Regions from separate parts of the Hordeum vulgare genome. Here region 1 is linked to region 2. A link is a contact called in public Hi-C data. All regions are on one chromosome and are shown on one strand. The core of a region is the stretch at or near the end of the contact, and the rest is flanking DNA. Distances in the headings are between cores, read along the strand shown.

The links. Hi-C and Micro-C count contacts between places; a contact is called where the count stands out from the background.
Region 1: a Hi-C map of seedling shows a contact between it and region 2, with 3 times the contacts expected there. The contact joins the promoter of LOC123447887 here to the promoter of LOC123447883 in region 2. A contact is called at or near these places in 1 of 6 Hi-C or Micro-C datasets (seedling) and 1 of 1 datasets of contacts at active chromatin or transcription factors (embryo).

The regions. Positions count from the first base shown.
Region 1 is chr4H:63,059,651-63,064,500 of MorexV3_pseudomolecules_assembly, forward strand. It overlaps LOC123447887 (alcohol dehydrogenase 1), which reads left to right and starts at 2,586. Exons shown (of 10, transcript XM_045124602.1): 1 at 2,586-2,910; 2 at 3,008-3,144; 3 at 3,249-3,295; 4 at 3,947-4,272; 5 at 4,358-4,440; 6 at 4,537-4,612; 7 at 4,698-4,759; 8 at 4,842-4,850. The coding sequence starts at 2,877.
Region 2 is chr4H:62,687,627-62,692,675 of MorexV3_pseudomolecules_assembly, forward strand. LOC123447883 (pentatricopeptide repeat-containing protein At3g12770-like) reads right to left here and starts at 3,652. Exons shown (of 2, transcript XM_045124597.1): 1 at 1,631-3,652; 2 at 1-3. The coding sequence starts at 3,610. The coding sequence ends at 2,153.

The DNA of each region.
Region 1 (4,850 bases), core at 1,336-3,835, 370 kb after region 2:
GCCGCGGGAAGCTCCTTCGCCTATGTCTCGAGCTCATGGATGCTTTTCATGCCGATCAAAAGAGAGCTAGAAGACCTCTCATCGCTCCGTGCAGTGAATAGGGAGCCGCAGGCGGAGATGGAGTTGCGGGGCGTCATCGAACCGGAGGATTACCCCCCCCCCCCCCCGGCGAAGGCGGATGTCATGGAGGCCACCATCGTTGCATGCTCTGCGCGGGAGGAGGAGGAGGATCAACGCTATCGACGAGACGCCGACATCGACAGAATCTTCCTCGCGCAAGGGATCGCGACGATGCAGGAGTTCGCAGCCAACATGGAAGAGCGGTGCCGTATAGCCGAGAAGCGGGATGAGGTCTATGTCGACCTCGTTTCTGACAACGAGGACTGAGCTCCTCCGTCGCCGCAGCGTTGCCGCCGCAACCCTCGGGCTCCGGTGAGCCCAATTTTGTAATTAGGGTTATAGTGATGCGTGCTCCTTCAAATATTAGTTGTAGAAATTCTACTATGTATGACTTTTTAAGATGATCAAGTGCTAGTAGTTTTACTGAACTAGTTTAATTTCTCGTGTGAATGTATGCTTTCAAATTTTACGGGTTCATATTTTCGCCCGTATCCAAAGATAACCGCTATGTGTAAACGGGTTATAAGGGTTTGTGATATAAATGGTCTATTAGAGATGCTATAACTTTATGTCATGCATTAGTGTCCTATTTTACATGATATGTTGGAGTTGAGTGTTTTTGCTGATGTAGAAAACATTCTTTTAATAATGTATACTTTGACGAATAAAATACGCCATACATGGTTTAAGAGTGATGAAAAGTGTGAATCAACCTGTGTTTGGATGGTTAGAGAGACTCACATCCTCAGCTTATCAGATTCAAATCTTGATGCTCGCATTTGTTTCTGCATTTATTTTAGAATTTCCGATGACGCGCATTCAGTGGAATGGGACGTTTCCGTCGATGATGAGGTGTCTATGATAACTTCGTAAATTTCAAACCCGATTAATCTCTTAAAGATGTTCATAGAGATAGGATATACGTATGTTCATTTATAAAGATATACCTAATAATAAAGCGGCTATTGCTTCGGTCGGAAAACCTACCGTGGTATTTTTATAAAAAAGCCTCTTAATTTTTGTTATTCAACCCGCGCTTCATTATTTATCTGGAACGCAAAAGAAAAAACGATTCACTGTAAAAATTATACCCGTACGCATCGCCTCCTCCCGTCGACTCTGGGCCACCCTGGCCTGTGCCCAGGCCGCCGCCACACCACTCGTCGCCGCGGCCGACCTCAACCGCCATCCTTGCCGATCTCAAACCCACCCGCCTCCACGGCCGTACCTCTCCCCACTCACTGCCCCCGTTGCGGTGCTCGAGAGCATCGCGTCGACCCTGGTCCACCCTGGCCTGTGCCCAGGCCGCTGCCACACCACTCGCCGCCACGGCCGACCTCAACCATCAATGCTGTCGATCTCAATCCATCCGCCTCCACGGCCGTACCTCTCCCCACTCACTGCCCCCGTTGCGGCGCTCGAGAGCATTGCGTCGACCCTGGTCCACCCTGGCATGTGCCCAGGCCGCTGCCACACCACTCGCCGCCGCGGCCGACCTCAACCACCACAGTTGTCGATCTCAACCCACCCGCCTCCATGGTCGTACCTCTGCCCGCTTGCTGCCCCCGTTTCGGCGCTCGAGCACAGCTTCTGGATCAAATCAACGCGACAACTACAGTGACTTGGGATGATGCGTCTGCTCGATGCAGAACGACGGCAGCACGGTGGAGCGAAGTACTTGCAGGTGGAGGCGGGCCTCCATGGCTCACATGGGGAACTCCGAGGTTATGGCGCGGCAACGGCGACTCCTTATGGCCAGATAAAGGCGCCTAACCCTTGCTCCCCTCATCGTATCCCCTCCTCCGGCAGGAACTCATCATCTGGTGAGATCCCATCCCCATGCCTCCAACCGTGTGCCAAGCACCGGCAAGAAATTTTGTTTTGTGGAGATTTGTTTGCTGATGAATGAATGTATTGAATGTAAGATTGTATTGTTGTAGAGACAGAGAATGGAACACCACCTTCAGTTTGTTATCTGATCCCACATCCTCTACCCCATGAGTGAAATAAGATAACCGTACATTGATCAATTCACGTAGCCTCTTTGTTTTGCTTTGCTTGTCCCGCTCAATTTCTCATCATGGTGGAATTAACAATGGACGGGTTGATTTCTAAAATAGGATAGGACTGACTACATTAGTTAGTTAGCTTATTATTTTAATAAATCAAAATAATTATAAAAAGATTAAAACGTGTGGTATTTTTTTCTCCTGTTGCAACGCACGATCCTTTTGCTAGTAAAGATAAATATAAGCATTTGTACATAAGTGCTTGCCTTTATATTGTGTTTAGAAGAAAGATGGAAGGTTTTGCTTTTTCCCTTCTTCCACATCCGCGTGGCCTCTCGAATCCGAAACAATTTTCGTGGCACACACCTGTGTGAGTCCATGCGTGCCCCGCTGTACCCGCCGCCCACGATCCCACGCCATGGGCCCCGACACCCCGCAACGAGGAGCGAGCGAGACAAACCGCGGCCGCATTACAGCTTCCAGGTGGAGGCATGAGCCCCGGTTTCGGCGCCACGCCGCCCGCCCCTGGTTTCCTCCCCAAGAAGAACAGGGACGCAGCCAGGCAGCCAGCCAGACGTGGCGAAACCGCACCCTCCCTCGCTTTAGGACCCATATATAGCCCGGCCTCCCCACACTCGGTTCCCCCACACGGATTTTTGATCCTGTGAAGTGAGAGATCAGTTCTCGATTTCGATTCCGGGCTCACAGAATTTTTCGATTCAAGGCGACGCGAAGCGACAGAGAAAGATGGCGACGGCCGGCAAGGTGATCAAGTGCAAAGGTCCGTGCCTCATCCTCCTCTCCCCCCTCCCGGCATTCCCTAGGCCTCACTGGAAGCCGTTCTGACGCCCTTTCCCTGGATCTGTCCGCGGTCGCAGCCGCGGTGGCGTGGGAGGCCGGGAAGCCGCTGACCATGGAGGAGGTGGAGGTGGCGCCGCCGCAGGCCATGGAGGTGCGCGTCAAGATCCTCTTCACCTCCCTCTGCCACACCGACGTCTACTTCTGGGAGGCCAAGGTACGCATGCCGGCCACCGGCTGTTACACTTGCTTCCGGCCAGTAATTATGTTCGCCCGTCGATTTTGTGGTTGACTTGCGCCTCCGTGGCCTCTGTTGCTCAGGGGCAGACCCCCATGTTCCCTCGGATCTTCGGCCATGAAGCTGGAGGGTATGTTTCTCAAGTCTCAACCACCTTCCTTGATGAACTACTACTACTACTACTACTCTGTCTATGCATGTTTACAATGATGTTAATACGTTCAGTTCATGCTCTCCTCTAGGATTTCCAGATTTCAGCCTGTGCTAATTGTTTGTTGACAGAGAATAGGTCGACCACAGAACTGAAAACATGCGAAGCAATCATAAGAACTGTGCTACCTGTGTAAACTATTACTGAATAATTGCCGTTGTCTGAATCGTAGTGGCGTCACTGTCGTTGAATCTTGATAGAGTAACTGTGGAGACACAGGTCAATATCGTAAATTGGTACTAGGATTCTCAAACAAGTGAAGATACATCAGGAGTTTGTTCCATGTTGCTTTAGTTGACTTCCTATATCTATCCATCTCTTTATTTATCTGAGGTGCTCGGACATGAAGTCCTTTTATATAGATTTTCTGGTCCAATTTATATGTTGCACGTCCCCTAAACTTATTTCTCATGTGAAGATACATCAGGAGTTTGTTCCATGTTGCTTTAGTTGACTTGCCATATCCATCTCTTTATTTATCTGAGGTGTCTCGGACATGAAGTCCTTTTATATGGTATTTCTGGTCAAATTTATCTGCTGCACGTCTCCTGAACTTATTTATGTTCACAGCATAGTGGAGAGTGTTGGAGAGGGCGTGACTGATGTTGCCCCTGGTGACCACGTCCTCCCTGTGTTCACTGGGGAGTGTAAGGAATGCCCACATTGCAAGTCTGCGGAGAGCAACATGTGTGATCTGCTCAGGATCAACACCGACAGAGGTGTGATGATCGGGGATGGCAAGTCGCGCTTCTCTATTGGCGGCAAGCCGATTTACCATTTCGTAGGGACTTCCACCTTCAGTGAGTACACTGTCATGCATGTCGGTTGTGTTGCCAAGATCAACCCTGAGGCTCCCCTTGATAAAGTCTGTGTTCTTAGCTGTGGTATTTGCACTGGTAAGTTGACTTGTATTGCTGTTGTAGTATGCTTCTTATGGCTACAGCTTATCTCGAGATGCTGAGCTGCCATTCTTTTTTTTAGGTCTTGGCGCGTCAATTAATGTTGCAAAACCACCAAAGGGTTCCACAGTGGCGATATTTGGGCTAGGAGCTGTTGGCCTTGCTGTAAGTGTCCTAATCCCTCCCTTGATTGTTCTGCAATTGCAATCGGTACATGCATCTGACTTGCATCTATTTGCCCTTCATATTTGTATGATTTAGGCTGCAGAAGGTGCAAGGATTGCAGGTGCATCAAGGATCATTGGTGTTGACCTGAACGCCAGCAGATTTGAAGAGGGTAAATACTCCTGATTTTACTATTCATGAGGTTATATTTGTTGTTTTGAGAAGTTCCTAAGATTTTCTATTTTGTCCATTTTCAGCTAGGAAGTTTGGCTGCACGGAATTTGTGAACCCGAAAGATCACACCAAGCCAGTTCAGCAGGTGTGTATCTTCACACGAGGAAAATAGTTATTCCTTATGCTTAATGATGATCATAACATACAACTTCATGGTGATGCTTCAGGTGCTCGCT
Region 2 (5,049 bases), core at 2,402-4,901:
GAACTGCATCAAGAGTAAAATATTCATGCTAATCTGCATTGAAGGACACAAAGAATACATTGCAATGGTAGTTTAAGACCTGGAAAACAACACAGAGAAGCTGCCCCAGTTGGAGACTGGATGTCTCTTTGCTCCCCAAAGGCTAAAAGCCGACAGTAACAATAGTTTCTTATACATATAAAAAACTATATTTGTTGTTCTTGGGCAGTCCCAAATTGCTGTCATGAAGTGAATATGGACGGTATCAACGAGGTGACAGGTGATCACCTTGGCACCATTTACATTAACAACTCTATAGTAGGGTGACAAAGTATTACCATTCAAGAACAATGTTAACTTGGATGGAAACAATAAGAGTTGTATCTTCCTTTGGACCGCTGTACAGAGTATAAACATAGAAATACTAGTATTATAGTATACATAGCAGTGTGTAACCAAACTGGATTTCTCTTTTGTCTTTAATAATGCTCTAATCTTGACAGAAAATATTAACCATGAATCCCTACCCTGCTAGCAATAAGATTCCCGTGCTATACTATATATTCCTATGTGGTCCTATGTAATACTAAGAACAAAGCCACCCCAAAGGGGTTTACAAAGTATACAGCAGTACCTTAGTACTCATACGACTGTGAAATCTGGCCAGCCAACATAGTGACTACAACCATGGTCAAAGCAACAAGTGGATAGTTCATTTATTTGCCCATCATCTATACCTAGTAATAAAAGAAATAGGTATTCTTAGTCCGTCATGTTTTTTTTAGAAAACTCCCTCATGTTTTTGACATTAAACCTGCAGTACATATCAGATGTTTTTAAAAATACTCATATCTTCTAAACCGTAACTCTAAATTTAACATTTTATATATGGAATTTGATTAGAAAACTATGTAGAATATAAATATGATGTTATTTTACCCGTTAACCATTTAAAAAATACTATCTAGGGAGCAATCCTAATCAATAATATATTATCCGTCTTTCTTTCATACCGGTACTGATGAGGATTGTGGATGAACATCTCAGCAAAATCAGGATTGTAGATGAAATTGAGGATCATTTATCCGTTTCTTTGTACATATTAAATCTACATGCAAGCCGTGTTTAAAAGACCTGTGTTATCTTAAACTGTGTTTTTATAGGCTAACATCATCTTTGTTTGGGTCGTAGCTAAAAATAGTCAGATTATAAACCTTTTTAAAAAAAAAATTAAGAAAGTGGGATATTTTTTTCTCCCGTTGGAACGCACGGGCCCTTTTGCTAGTCAGAGATAAAAGAAATTGTTCAGAAGACTGAACTTAATTACAGATAAAGGGTCTAAGCAAAAGTACCACTGATTAGCTTACAAATCTGATTATAATCATGCAACCAGGCACAAAAAACCATGGTTACTGTACCAATCCCTTTCTGGAGGTTACAGGCTTGATTAAAATGGCCAGTTGGTCACTGCCTTCATCGCTTTGCCCCCAAGCAAATTCTTTCTTGGTACTGTCTATGGGCCTAATGATTCTCTTTGTGATGTCCACATATTCTGCCATGAAATTTTGTATCACTGATGGCAGTAGATTCAGTGCAGACTATAGAATTCCAACAAGAATTGAAACTTAATAAAAATATAACATAATTTTACCTTCAGTTCAGATTTGCTTTGTCAGCTTCAAAGCAGATGACTGAAGAACATAATGCTCGTTCTTTTCAGTTGCAATTTTTCTTGCATCCAGCTTACCGCCGTTAACAAATTTGCACGCAACTGCTTTTGCCGCAATTCAGAACATGTGACTCATGTGTTATACAATCCGATCAGACATGTGGATGTGGTACACCAGTACAACTGTGGAAGTCACTTAAGAGCAGACAGTCGTAGCCTCAAACCGAAGAACCAGCAGCATTCTCACCCAATCACCGCTTCATCTTCACAGTATCATGGTTCAGATATTCACCACAAAAATATTCAAAGCCACAAGCGTCCACATTTACCAGAACTCCTTCGTTAATTAAAATAATTGCTCATGTGAACTCATGGTAACAATTAAGGCTGGTTACTGCTTTATCCTCAAACCAATATCTGACTGCGGTAGTAGATGACTTAACCATACCAACTTCAGTGCTAAGTCGGCCTGTACTACTGGTCAGCATGCTCATATTCAGATTCTCAATTGCCCATATCCTTACGTAACCGATCTAAAATCCAAAGCATTTGTCTCCTCAAATAACTCGGGATGCTCCCTTGGTAAAAGGCATGAGCTCTTCCCTTCACATCAACCCAGCTGCAACCAGGCGTCTTGACCATGCCAAGTTCCTTCATCCTTAATCTTAATCCTGCAGCACCATCAGACTGACCAACTGCACCATAAATTCCAGAGAGAGTGATATAGTTACTGACATTGCCTTTTTCTAACTCAAACAGCCTATATGCCGCAATCTCTCCAACATCGACATTATTATGCATGGCACAAGCAGCGAGTAGAGCTCCCCATGCAGTAGCACAAGGTTCCATAGGCATCTTCTTTATAAGCCCGATAGCTTCTTCAATGGCTCCAGCACGCCCCAAGAGGTCCACCATACACGCATAGTGCTCAGCAGTGGGCTCTACACCATGAACCTTCCTCATTGACTCAAAGATCATCCGGCCATCAGTCACGAGCCCTGAATGGCTGCAACTTGAAAGGACAGATGTGAAGGTGATACAGTTCGGCTTCAGTCTCTGAGATAACATCTCCTTGTACACACGCAATGCCTCTTTTCCCTTCCCATGGACACCATAGCAAGATATCAGTGTCGACCAGGTCACCACATTCCTCTCCTGCATGCCTGCAAACACTGCTTGTGACGCGTCCACTTGCCCGCACTTTGCATACATGTCGATCAACGCGTTCCCAATTGGGACATCCAAGTCGAATGCAAGGCTTCGCACCATCCTACCATGTATTTCTCTCCCCTTCATCATCTCTCCTTCCTTTCCGCAGACATTTAGCACGCTCGGCACGGCCCGCAGATCGCTCGCCATGTTCACCGCCTCCACTTGAGCCCTTCTGAAGAGCTCAAGGGTTTTGGCTGCCATTCCAGCCCTTGCATAAGCAGTTAGCATGCAATTCCACACAACAGAGTCTCTTTCTGGCATCTCGTCGAACACCCTCGCAGCATTGACCAGGAGACCAGCCTTGGCGTACATGTCAAGAAGTGCGCTGGAGACAACAACATTGGAGAGGAACCCTAATTGGACGGTAAATCCGTGGAGTGCGGCGCCAAGAAGTGGGTCCTGGAGCTCGGCGCACGCCCGGAGCGCCGCAGGGACAGCATAGCAGTCAGGGCGGAAACCGGCGTCGAGGAGGCCCGAGAGTAGTTCAAGAGCTAAGAGGGGCGGGGAGGCGGCCAGGAGGATGTTGTACGCGTGCATGGACGGAGAACGCATCGCGTCGAACACCTTGCGGGCGCTGGAGAGGGCAGCGCAGCGACAATAGAGCAGGACCAGGTCCGTCTCGAGGGTGGCTTGGGGTAGGTGGCCACCGACGAGAGCCTGTGCGTGGAGCTTCCCGCCGGCGATTAGATCCTTGGCGGCGGCGCAGCGCCGAACGAGGTCGGAGAGACGGCCGGCGTTAGGCGGCGGCATCTTGGAGGCCGCCGCTTTGAGGTGTACACTACTTCGGGTTTTTGTGTGTGTAGCAGGCGGTCGGGCAAGGCTTCTATGCGTTTGTTTTTGTCAATCTTTACCTAATCTTTTGTCGGAAAACCCGTCATGTTGCAAAAAATCCCTCATTTTTTCAGTTAATCAACCCGCAGTCTTTTTTAAGTGAGGAAAACGTTTCGTTCATGAATTTGCAAGTAAGTCCTTATAGTTTACGGTATTCGATCCATAGTCCCTTTTTAAAGTTGAGCTGGAGGTTTGAGTGTGGCTGCGATGCACACGACGTCGGATGCGACGGTGATCTTCGCCAGATCCGGTCGAGGAGGCGCAGCAGGGGACGGATCCATATTCGGGGATGGCGTGGAGGTGATCTAGGAGGCGCGGGAGGAGGTCCAGTGGCGGGGCTTGAACTCCAAGTTCATGGCCGCGGCGCTCCTCGTTGGATCCAGGAGCGGTCGCGGGCGCCGCGACGGAGGATGCGGTGGCGGCGGCGAGCTCGCACCGGAGGGAGGAGCCTGCGCCGGTGGGGAGGCAGAGGCGGACTGCGGCCACGAATTCGGGAGCGATCGCGGGCGCCGCGTAGGAGGCGGTGGCGACGGTGAGCTCGCACCGAACGGCGGCCCACATGGTGCGGCGTGGCCCGGCAGACGATCCTGCGCTGGTGGAAAGGCAGGGGGAGGATGGGCGGCGTCAACGCCATCGTGGTCGGACTTGGCTTGGCGGCGACGCCCTAAAATCTCCCCACCTCCACGCACTCGCCGCGCCCTGCCGCCGTGGTCGTCGTCAACCTCGCCGAAGAAGAGATCGTCGTTGCCCGAGAAGGTGACGAGCGCGCTGCTGCTGGGCTCGTTCGTGGCGCTGGTGTTCCGGTCGTCGGAGCAGCAGGGCGAGATCGAGGAGCTGGAGGCCCGCAAGTCCTCCCTCCGCGCCGCCAACTCCGCAATGTCCTCCACCATGTGGGTCTGGAGGGAGGAGCTCTTCAAGCTCTCCGCCATGCCCTCCCTGCCCATCACCGTTGCTCCCCTCCGCCACATCTACGGCGAGGAGGACCTCGCCATCCCCGCGCTCAAGCCGTCAGGTATGCACCTCGCTGCTGCTTTCCCGTGATACTGCGCGATGGTATACTGATTCTCTCTGCCATGGCTGCAGATTTGTCATTTCTCAAAACAAAACAGAAAAAACTTCAGATTTATCACTTCCAAAACCAAAAGAACTTCAGATTTATCACTACATTTATGGGGCTGATGCTAGGTTGAATCTGAAGTCAAAGCTGAAGCCATGTTTTAGCTTGTAGATCGTTAATCGGTCAATGCTTTGTTCATATTGATTCTGAAGCATGTTAAACATGCGTTTATTCGTGTATCGGATAGTGTATTTACACAGATTGTGGCATCGCACTCTATATTTGGAGGTGCTGTGTGGTA